2 separate regions of the Mus musculus genome follow, and region 1 is linked to region 2. Evidence: chromatin contacts called from public Hi-C data. All regions are on one chromosome and are shown on one strand. The core of a region is the stretch at or near the end of the contact, and the rest is flanking DNA. Distances in the headings are between cores, read along the strand shown. Region 1 overlaps Sugct (succinyl-CoA glutarate-CoA transferase). Region 2 holds the start of Inhba (inhibin beta-A).

What was found. A called contact is a pair of places that touch in the nucleus more often than the background predicts.
Region 1: a contact with region 2 is called in a Hi-C map of granulocyte-monocyte progenitors, with 7 times the contacts expected there. The contact joins the enhancer-like site here to the promoter of Inhba in region 2. A contact is called at or near these places in 5 of 39 promoter capture datasets (the 3T3-L1 cell line, hematopoietic stem and progenitor cells, liver and 2 more), 1 of 15 datasets of contacts at CTCF or cohesin (large pre-B cells), 2 of 484 Hi-C or Micro-C datasets (bone marrow-derived macrophages and granulocyte-monocyte progenitors) and 5 of 115 datasets of contacts at active chromatin or transcription factors (the NIH/3T3 cell line, bone marrow-derived macrophages, embryonic limb bud and 1 more).

What each region holds. Positions count from the first base shown.
Region 1 is chr13:16,896,979-16,901,466 of GRCm38.p6, forward strand. All of the region lies in intron 13 of Sugct (succinyl-CoA glutarate-CoA transferase), which reads right to left. Among named protein-coding and RNA genes, the nearest start is that of Gm25020, 310 kb to the right of the region's middle. Within about 2 kb of position 1,268, at least 17 of the 459 cell types and tissues checked have an H3K27ac peak or open chromatin away from gene starts, as enhancers often do. A contact at or near this core is called in bone marrow-derived macrophages, granulocyte-monocyte progenitors and hematopoietic stem and progenitor cells, where this site is marked.
Region 2 is chr13:16,009,854-16,014,561 of GRCm38.p6, forward strand. Inhba (inhibin beta-A) reads left to right here and starts at 1,998. Exons shown (of 5, transcript NM_008380.2): 1 at 1,998-2,237; 2 at 2,347-2,533; 3 at 4,598-4,679. It also overlaps the pseudogene B230303A05Rik.

The DNA.
Region 1 (4,488 bases), core at 18-2,517, 890 kb after region 2:
CACAGTCCTACCAGAGTACCCATACACAACAGGTTCCAGAGTCTCTCACTATCCCTTCTTGATAACAGGAGAGTCATGCAAGATTCATTCCTTCACTGGCCCCATGACCTGGAAATATACAATGAGCTGTGTTGCCAGTGAGCTGAATTAAGAGTGTACAGTAGGGATACTTTCATATACAGAGAAATAAAAACTGGAGGTAAAGAATATGTTCTTGATTTCCACATTTGGAACAGAAACAGCTTTCCTCCAGAATCCATGTGAATTCTAGGAATTCAAAAATTATCTAGTAATATCTTATTTGGACATTTGCATTGTACAAGGTTTCTCCTTGCCCCCCAGACCCTATCTATCACTAATAATATTGTTTCTATGGGGAAGTATATTTAAGGTTTCACATGACAACCTTCCAAAAAATTCTAAGAAACAAACCTATCTGTAAGTCTTCCAGCACAAATTGTTTCCAGGCTTGCTCTCTCTGACCTAACCTGCTCTCCTATATCCAACTTCTGGGTGGCCCAGGAAGGCTATCATTCCTCTGAGACTACAGCAGCCATAAGCAATGAAGAAAAGGGAATGTGCCTAGGTTATAAAGATGGAATAGGAGAGAGGAGAAGGCAGAATTATTCACCAGACACTGAAAACTGTGTATGTCACTGTATTTGAAGGGTTATAGGCCATTTGTCAAAAGTGAATATGCAACTTTTAGAGAGGAGAGGTGAATGTGGACAAGAAAGTATAGACTGGTGTGAGGTAGGCCTGGGCATACTGTAGAGCTTATTAGAAGTTATGAGTTAAAGGTATATTTAACCTTCAGAAAGGTCACATCTTCTCAATTCTAAAATTCAGACAATGTTGACATCTCTAAGAATTTGTGAAAATTAAATTACTATGCAAATGTGACCAGCAGAATCTCTGGTAAAGGAAAGTACAAAAGAATGCTACATTCTCTGGGTTCCTCCAGAGAAATGAATTAATATATTTGTGAATGTCTTTGTGAGCAGCTGATCAATAACTAGTATTTATTTGCTATTTGAACAAATATACATAAGACATTAAATATTAGATTTTTCTGTCAAGTGCTAACTTTTATTTAGCAAAAAGAATTCAAAGATAAATCTCTTTATCCCCCTCACCTTGCAAATGTATTAAACCCCACTTTCACCACACCTGGTAAAACTTTAGTTTATACAAAGGTCATGCTGCATTCTGGGACCTTGTGACCAACTCCTTTCATCTTTCCTTTGTTTCCTTTGCATCAATTCTTTTAAAATTAGGCAACCAAGAAAGAGTGTGATGTCAGACCCCAGTGGATAGGGAAGTCATGCTTCACTGTGTTAGAATAAAAATCAAGTGGCCCTTCCTGCCCCAGTGAGCTTTGAGAGCTCTGTTTGAACCAGCATTTGTGCACCCTTTCTATTTGTGCCTTACATTGTGTGACACAGAGGGTATTCTTTGTCTCCAACATATAAAACATCCAATCATTGACCTAGAGAGATGAGTCTAGGCAAGGCAAATGGAAACAACAGGTTGATGGGGTGGTCAGAGAAACTAAGCTAAGAAAAGGAAGGAAATTGTGTAATTTGAAAGACTCTGAGCAGAGGCAAGAGCAGCAATATGTATGTCAGTCATTTTGTATGTGACTAAGATACAGTTAAGTTGATCCCCAGAAAGACATTGTGACTACTAAACAGACAGTACAGCAGGAGTGAAGTAAGACCTGCTGATGAGCATTCCACAGACTGCTGATGGGACTTTCTGGGTTCTTAGTACAGAGAAGCCTTTGGAAGCTTTTGAGTTTGCATTTGTGCATTTTAAAGTAACTCTTTCCAAAAGAAATAGTGTGGTGGCCTGAGGGAGAATAGCTAGGTAGCTGTTGGGAGTACTTGTTTTTAATCGAGGGGCTATGGAAGAGTGCTTGCTTATGGAAACTAAAATGGTGCACTTGTAAGTTTTATGGGATGGGTGATGTTGCACAAACCATTGTTGGGGAAGTCAGAGCTCTATTTCGAACAGTTAAGCTCAATGCATGTTCTATGTGTCTACATAGAGACCAGAACTGGTCAAGGAAGGGTGAAGGCCTGGACACAGCAATGGTCTGAAGTTAAGAACCATATTTGGTCACCCAGGAGTCAAGAGCTAAGGAGAACTTTTTATAGTCCCATAGCATTTAAATATCTGCAGGCTGGAGGCTTTCAGAATTGGAAACTTTAGTTTTGGTTTAGAAGAAGCAGTTGGTAAAAATTCTTATTATTATAGTTCTATATCTTCTTTTCTTATTGATTTCAACTTTTCTAACAAACATTTTATGAATGCTTCAGATATTGAAAACACTCAAAATAAGATAACTAATACTCTAATCCAAATTCTGAACTTGAAAGCATTCTGGCATTTATACAATGGAGTACTACTTAGCTATTAAAAACAATGAATTCATGAAATTCTTAGGCAAATGGTTGGAACTAGAAAATATCATGTTAAGTGAGGTAACCTAGTCACAAAAGAACACACATGGTATGCACTCATTGATAAGTGGATATTAGCCTAAAAGCTAGGAATACCCAATATACAACTCACAGACCACATGAAGCTCAAGAAGGAAGACCAAAGTGTGGATGCTTCGGTCCTTCTTAGAAGGGGGGACCAAATACTAACAGGAGGAAATATGGAGACAAAGTGTGGAGCAGAAACTGAAGGAAAGACCATTCAGAGACTGCCTCACCTGGGGATCCATCCCATATACAGACATCAAACCCAGATACTATTGTGGATGCCAAGAAATGCTTGCTGACAGGAGCCTGATATACCTGTCTCCTGTGAGGCTCTGCCAGAGCCTGACAAATACAGATTGAATGCTTGCAGCCAACCATTGGACTGAACACAGGGTCCCCAGTGGAAGAGTTAAAGAACTAAAAGAGGTGAAGAGGTTGGTAACCCATAGGAAGAACAACTATATCAACCAACCAGTACCCCCAAAGCTCCCAGAGACTAAAGAACCAGCCAAAGAGTACACATGAAGGGGGCCATGGCTCCACCTCCAAATGTAGCAGAGGATGGCCTTGTGGGACATCAATGGGAGTAGAGGCCCTTGGTCCTGGGAAGGCTTGATGCCCCACTGTAGGAGAATGCCTGGGCAGGGAGGTAGGAGTGAGTGGGTGGGTGGGTGAGCACCATCATAGAAGCAGGGCGAGGGTGGGTGGGATAGGGTGTTTCCAGGGGGGAAACTGGGAAAGAGGGTAACATTTGCAATGTAAATAAATCAAATATCCAATTTTTTTTTTTTAAAGAGAGAAAACATTCTGACATTCTGTTGAGGTCATTTCAAATACAAGTATCCTTTTTTCCTCTTCCTTCTCCATAGACCTTAGAGAGTATCAGCCAGTGAACAGTAGACAAAGCTTCAACCCAATGCTTATTACAGTACTATTCACAGTACTTATATCAGTCTTAGTTGGATAAAGGGATAAGGAAAATACTGTAGACTTGGACTGGCGGAACATGAGCAGCACTGGCAGAATGTGGAGCCAGGAGTGGGAGCATATAGGCATAGATGGGTGGTAAAGGTGGCACTGAGAGGGCCCAAGAACAAGACTGGAGATCTAATGGTGGGTGATTGAAAACAGCTGTATTGGTGGCCACTGAAGCTGAAGCAGTCGGGTACCGTCTCACAAGAATTAATACTGAATTGGGACTTTGTGAGCTGTACTCTCAGGAAACCTCAGAGCATGTGATAGTAGACAGCAGGACTCTGCAACTCCAGATGGAATCTCCCAAACTGACAAACCCTAGCACTTCTGTGTACAGACTCAGGGAAGACTGTATATGTGGCTGAAGAGATGTCTCAATGGTTAAAAGCCCTTGTTGCTCTTAAAAAGGACCCAGTTTCAGTTCTCTCCTCCCACAGGCTGGCTCACAACCACCCAGAACTCCAGTTTCAGGGGTTCTGATGCCCTCTTTGAAACTTTACAGGTTGCAGGCACACATGTGGTGCACATCCCCTTATGCTGGCAAAACATGTAGACACATAAGACAAAGATTCCTAAATCTTTTAAAAAGTTTATAGGGAACACAAGTCAAGAAGATCAAGCTGTGCCCTGAACTGTCACTCCATATTGTGCAAATTCTTGCTTTTTCGGAGGGGCTTTTCCTTGCGAGGCTGTATTTTACAAGCAGCTCTTTCTCCTTTTCGAGGACGGAGGATGACTATGCACTTGGTTAGATCCACAAACAACACCATCTGTTCAGCAATACCCCTGCAGCATAGACAGATAAATAATGTATTCCATGGAGTAGAAAAAGGTGGGGCCATAGAAATTAATCAAGGTGAATTAAGACTGTAGACATATCAAAGTCATACCAGAGAAGCCAGACCTAAGGACTTACCAGACACATGAGATACAGGAAAGAGGATAACTCCATCTATACCCTTGTAGTACTCTACACACACTACTACTGTGACAGTGGCTTCCACTGGCCTGTCATCTTATA
Region 2 (4,708 bases), core at 748-3,247:
CTTCATTTACTTTTTCTCAGTGAGTCCATTATCTTCGAAGACATTGGGTATGAGTCAGCCCATCAAGATTTGTTTCTTGCCACCACAACTGCCCTTGGTTTAACCCAAAAACTGGCTGAGAATGTGCTGAGGGCATATGAGAATGTGGGTGGGGATTGCAAGGCTGCTATTTGTTGCCTGATATGAGTTTCTACTCATTGGGTACCATGCATGCATGAGGAAGCAGGGTCACTTCAATCACTAATACTTTGCATAATTGGATTCTTTTCCAGTGTTATAGTCTGGGTTTCCAAGTTCTCTTGCAGCACAGATGGAAAGGGAATTGGGTGAAATCTTAAAATCATGACTCTAACTCAGGGCTTCTCACTGTATAATCATTGCTAATTTTTCTAGCGTGGGCACCATCCTGTGCTGTGCATTGTAGGAGAGCTCTTAGCATTGGCCTCTGTTCAGTAGATGCCAGTGGCACCTCCTTCCTGGTTATGACAGCTGAACGCATTGTCAGATGTCCCGGAGAGAGAAACCAGTTCAGCTGAGAACCGCTGTTCTGGAGTGAACAACAACGCTTTACTTACGGAATTTTTCCTTCTTTTTCTTTTCCCATTTTTTAACTGTAGCATCTGGGGCCACTGTTCAGATGACAGTCTTCAATATCCTGAAGGCAGGTCCTCATAGACAGCATGAGGCCTGAAGGGATACTCAGGTGGTTCTGAGAAAAAATGTGAGTCTTAGGAATCAGGGAGTTTGGGGTTAACCGTCTCTTATTTGTTGTTTTGGATACAGTTCAGAGCAATGTGAATGCCCCCCTTTCCAGTTCGGTTTTGAACTATTCATTCTTGTTCTAGCTTAGAAGCACACAGCCCCCTAGTTGGATTTTTGACTGCAAAGTGCCGCTCCATCTCTGGCCCAAATCCTGGTATCTAACATTTGGCCCAAACTAGTTGCAGGCTGTGGCCTGTAGGAAACAGACAGGTTTGCCAACCCCATACTCTACCAAAGCCGTTTGATGGGATGGTTAGACAGGGACTTCCACAGTTTACTGCAGCAAATATCATTCAGAGTCCTGCCCATGTTTTCTGGATGTTGTGCTGTCTCTTGTGGGGGAGAGGGTAACCCTAACCAAGGAGGCCAGGTCTTCCCCCCCCCCCCACCACCCCTTAAGCCCAGAACAACACGTAGCTGATGAGAACACCTCAAAGGTTCTTTTCATTTTTATAGTCACGTTTCATGTTTACTTTCCCAGCAAGGCAGGCAGAAATCATGAATTTTTTTTTTTGAAACAGATTTTTCATAGGAAGGAACCAAACACCCTGAGTTATCAGCAGCTTGTCTGTGCCTCTGAACCACCAGCCTCCTGTCATTCAGTTGAATCAGAGGACACTTGTCAGTCACCTGCTTAAGGTGTCCACATTCTCTGGCTTGCATGTTTCACTGAATCACAGGATCTGTGAGCAGCAGCTAACCACAGAGTCAGAGTCGTGGAAAACGGCTTCCTTTCCAAGCCTGTCTCCTTGCTTCAGGGATAGTGAGGGAAGAGCGATTAATAGCCTGCATGAAAGCTTAAGGACATACGGTTTGCTTGAGAGGAAAAGTGAATATTCTCACGACTTGATCTCTGCCAACTTTATATGGGCCCAGCTGCTGCACAGGGCAAACACACTAGTCCAGAGTTAGCTATGCCCCTAAGATGTGTGTCACCACAAGCCACCGGCCAGCACTGAAACGCAGGTTTCCCTCATCCACACAAAGGAGCTCTATCCTCAAAGGAACTTTGTTTCTTGACCAGCTCACTAATTGTGATTGAAAACACCAGCTCCCCAGCAATGCTCACGCATCCGAGTTAGCAGAAACAAGACAGGCCCTAATTGCTCCATTTACATAAAAGTAGAAACATACAACTTCTAAATATAAATCTCTGGCACATCTCTTCTTTTGCAATTACAGTAAAATAAGGTACCAGTTTCCCTCCGGGCTCCTCCTCACAGCAAGCTGCTCCCGGGGTTCGCTAGTGGCTGCTCCTCCAGGCAGCACCGGGCCAGCGTGGAGTTGGAGCTTTGTGAAGTAGCCAGTAAATCAGAACGCCTCCGCTAGGTGCAGAGCGCGGTGGCAGCGGGCCACTCTGCCAGTGCGGTAGTCGGTGGGACCGAACTCTACACTCGGGAAGGGGCAGTCTGCGGGTGCGGGGCCTGAGCTGCCGCTCGCCTCCGTTGGCCAGGAGACCGGCAGCCCCACTGCAGGTCCTGGTCCCTGACATTCCCTGGCACCGAGGGCTGGGATCAGAGATTCCCGGCTGCACTCACTGAACAGTGATTTTTTTTTTTTCTTTCCCCTCCCTGAATTCTTTAGCTGCCAAAAGGGGGGGAAAAATCAAGAGCTGCGCTTTTAAACGAAGTTGCCCTTGCTGGTGTTCAGGGTAAAAATAGAGGCGGCCGCTTGGACCAGCTTGGCCCCTGAGTCCAGGCGTCCCGCGAGCCGGGCTGGAGCTGCGCATTCGGGAGTGATCCCTGGAAACTGCCAGCAGGTGCTGCTCAAGGTACGGTGGCAAGCTGAAAAGGGACAGGGCCTGGGTGCAGGGAGTCTCCGCGGGAGGGGCAGGAAGTGAAAGAGAAACCAACCCCGCTCAGAGCTGCGCTGACCAGCGCACGCCCTGGGCCCTGGAATTCAGCTGGGAAACGCTGATCCTCAGCCCAGAATATTCCACAGAAGCATTTTAACCTACCTGCTTCCTCCACCACCCCCACCTGGATTTCCATGGAGGAGAGGAGGCTTTCCCAAAGTGGTTCCAGCTCTGAGGTTGGGGGAGATTCAGCTACGTCATAGCTGCTAGACTGGCTTAGCAGGTTGGCACTTTCAGGGTGTCAAAGGCCAACAGGGTCTCAGAGTGACCCTGTGTGAGGCGGCCCCTGCAGTCAGGGTCTTGAACATTCTTATGACACACATGCTTAAGAAACTACAGGGATGCTCCGAAATAACATTCTTTTGTGACCACTGAGTTTTGATCCTGAAATTATACATCCCACTTTATAGATGGAAACACTGAGGCTTGAGTTTAAATTAGGAGGGCGCCCCGGAGCTGGGGTCTGATTCGGGCACTTTTCTGTGCCAAGCCAGTCTACAATCTACATTCGGGTGCAAGTGGGACTTTCCCTGAAGTTATGTGTGAGGCAAGAAATGAGTTTAGATGCTCAGGGATTCTTATCAAACAGCATGGAAGTGCCTCTCTTCCAAAGGTTTATGTTCACCCCGGGGTTGGGGTTGGAATGGAAATGACTATCACTGATTATCTTTCTGTCTTTGCCACCCATATTCCTGTCATTTTCCCCTGCAACTTTATTTCCTACTTCAGTTCTCTTATGCGGATCTTAGAATACTCCTTCCCCTTGCCCCTCCCCTTCCCCCACATATAGCTAGCATCCACACTTTGAAAGCCCTCAAGAGAGACCCTTTCACAGACAGCTCCTGGTGTCATAAAGAAACCTTCCCCACTTCACATCAGGAGACCAGAGCCTCTACAGTTTGCTTATGGGCACAGTGAAAAGTTTATTTTATGCATCTTAAATCCGGCACACGAAACAACATATCTGGTCATATGGCTTTCATTAGTCCCCAGTTTTGCACGTTTTATCCAACTTGTCATAAGAACCTGGTCAGTGCCTTAGCTGTACTTCGCCCCGAGAACAACAGCCCTTCTTCACTGTGCTTATCGGGGCATTCGTCTCTCTCTATGTTATCTCCCTGCCAGTGTGACCCAGGCAAAAGAAAACCCAAACCTAACTTTACTTCTATTTTAAGGAGAGTTCACTTCTTTTCATTAAACTCATATTTATAGTGTTTACAAATGATTGGACTTGAAGTTCTAGCTTTTAAAGAAAAGATGCAGGTGTGTGTGTGTGTGTGTGTGTGTGTGTGTGTGTGTGTTACTGTTGTTTTTGCTAGTTAGGATGGGACTCATCTAGGCAGGATACTTATGAAGTTCACTTGCAAAGGAAGACCATTTCCCAAGTCCGAGGTGATAAATGATGTATGAAGCAGGCATTCAATTTCAAGGTGTAAATTAATAGTGTGAGTCAAAGCAGGGAGACCATCACCACATGGACATACAGATTTTCCTGAAAAAAATATTTTCCTATAATCATAATTATAATACTAGAATTCCTATAAAGAACACTATGAATTTTCTTTGCTGTGGAAAAAATACGGTGCTTTGCAAATAGAAGTAACTTTATGAAGTAACAGATGTCTTATGTATAGACATAAGGCTGAACCTGAATCTAATAAGAGGTGTATGTATGAATAGTAAAATGTCAAAGCTGGACACTCTTGGAGATGTGTGTATGTGGTTCTCTTATGTTTGTAAAGGGTGGACTATTCCTAGCCACAGGCTTTACTGGCTCAGGACATCACCCAGGTCCTGTCTCAGAAGCCAAGAGAGATTTCCATTAGATAATGAATTATGAAATGTCTCACACTGGAAAAACGAGTCATCTGCTGATGTCATGCTGATTCTAACCAATCCTAAACAAAGCCCCAGCCCTCCTCTTTGAGAGGTACCAATGTGTGAGTGTACAACTAAGTACTACAGTATAAAACTTCACAGTGCCAATACCATGAAGAGGAATTCAGACAGCTCTGACCTCATGAGACAAGAGCCGGCTGACAAAACAGAAGGGACCCGAAAGGTAATGCTTTTAAATTCTTGCTTCTGAGC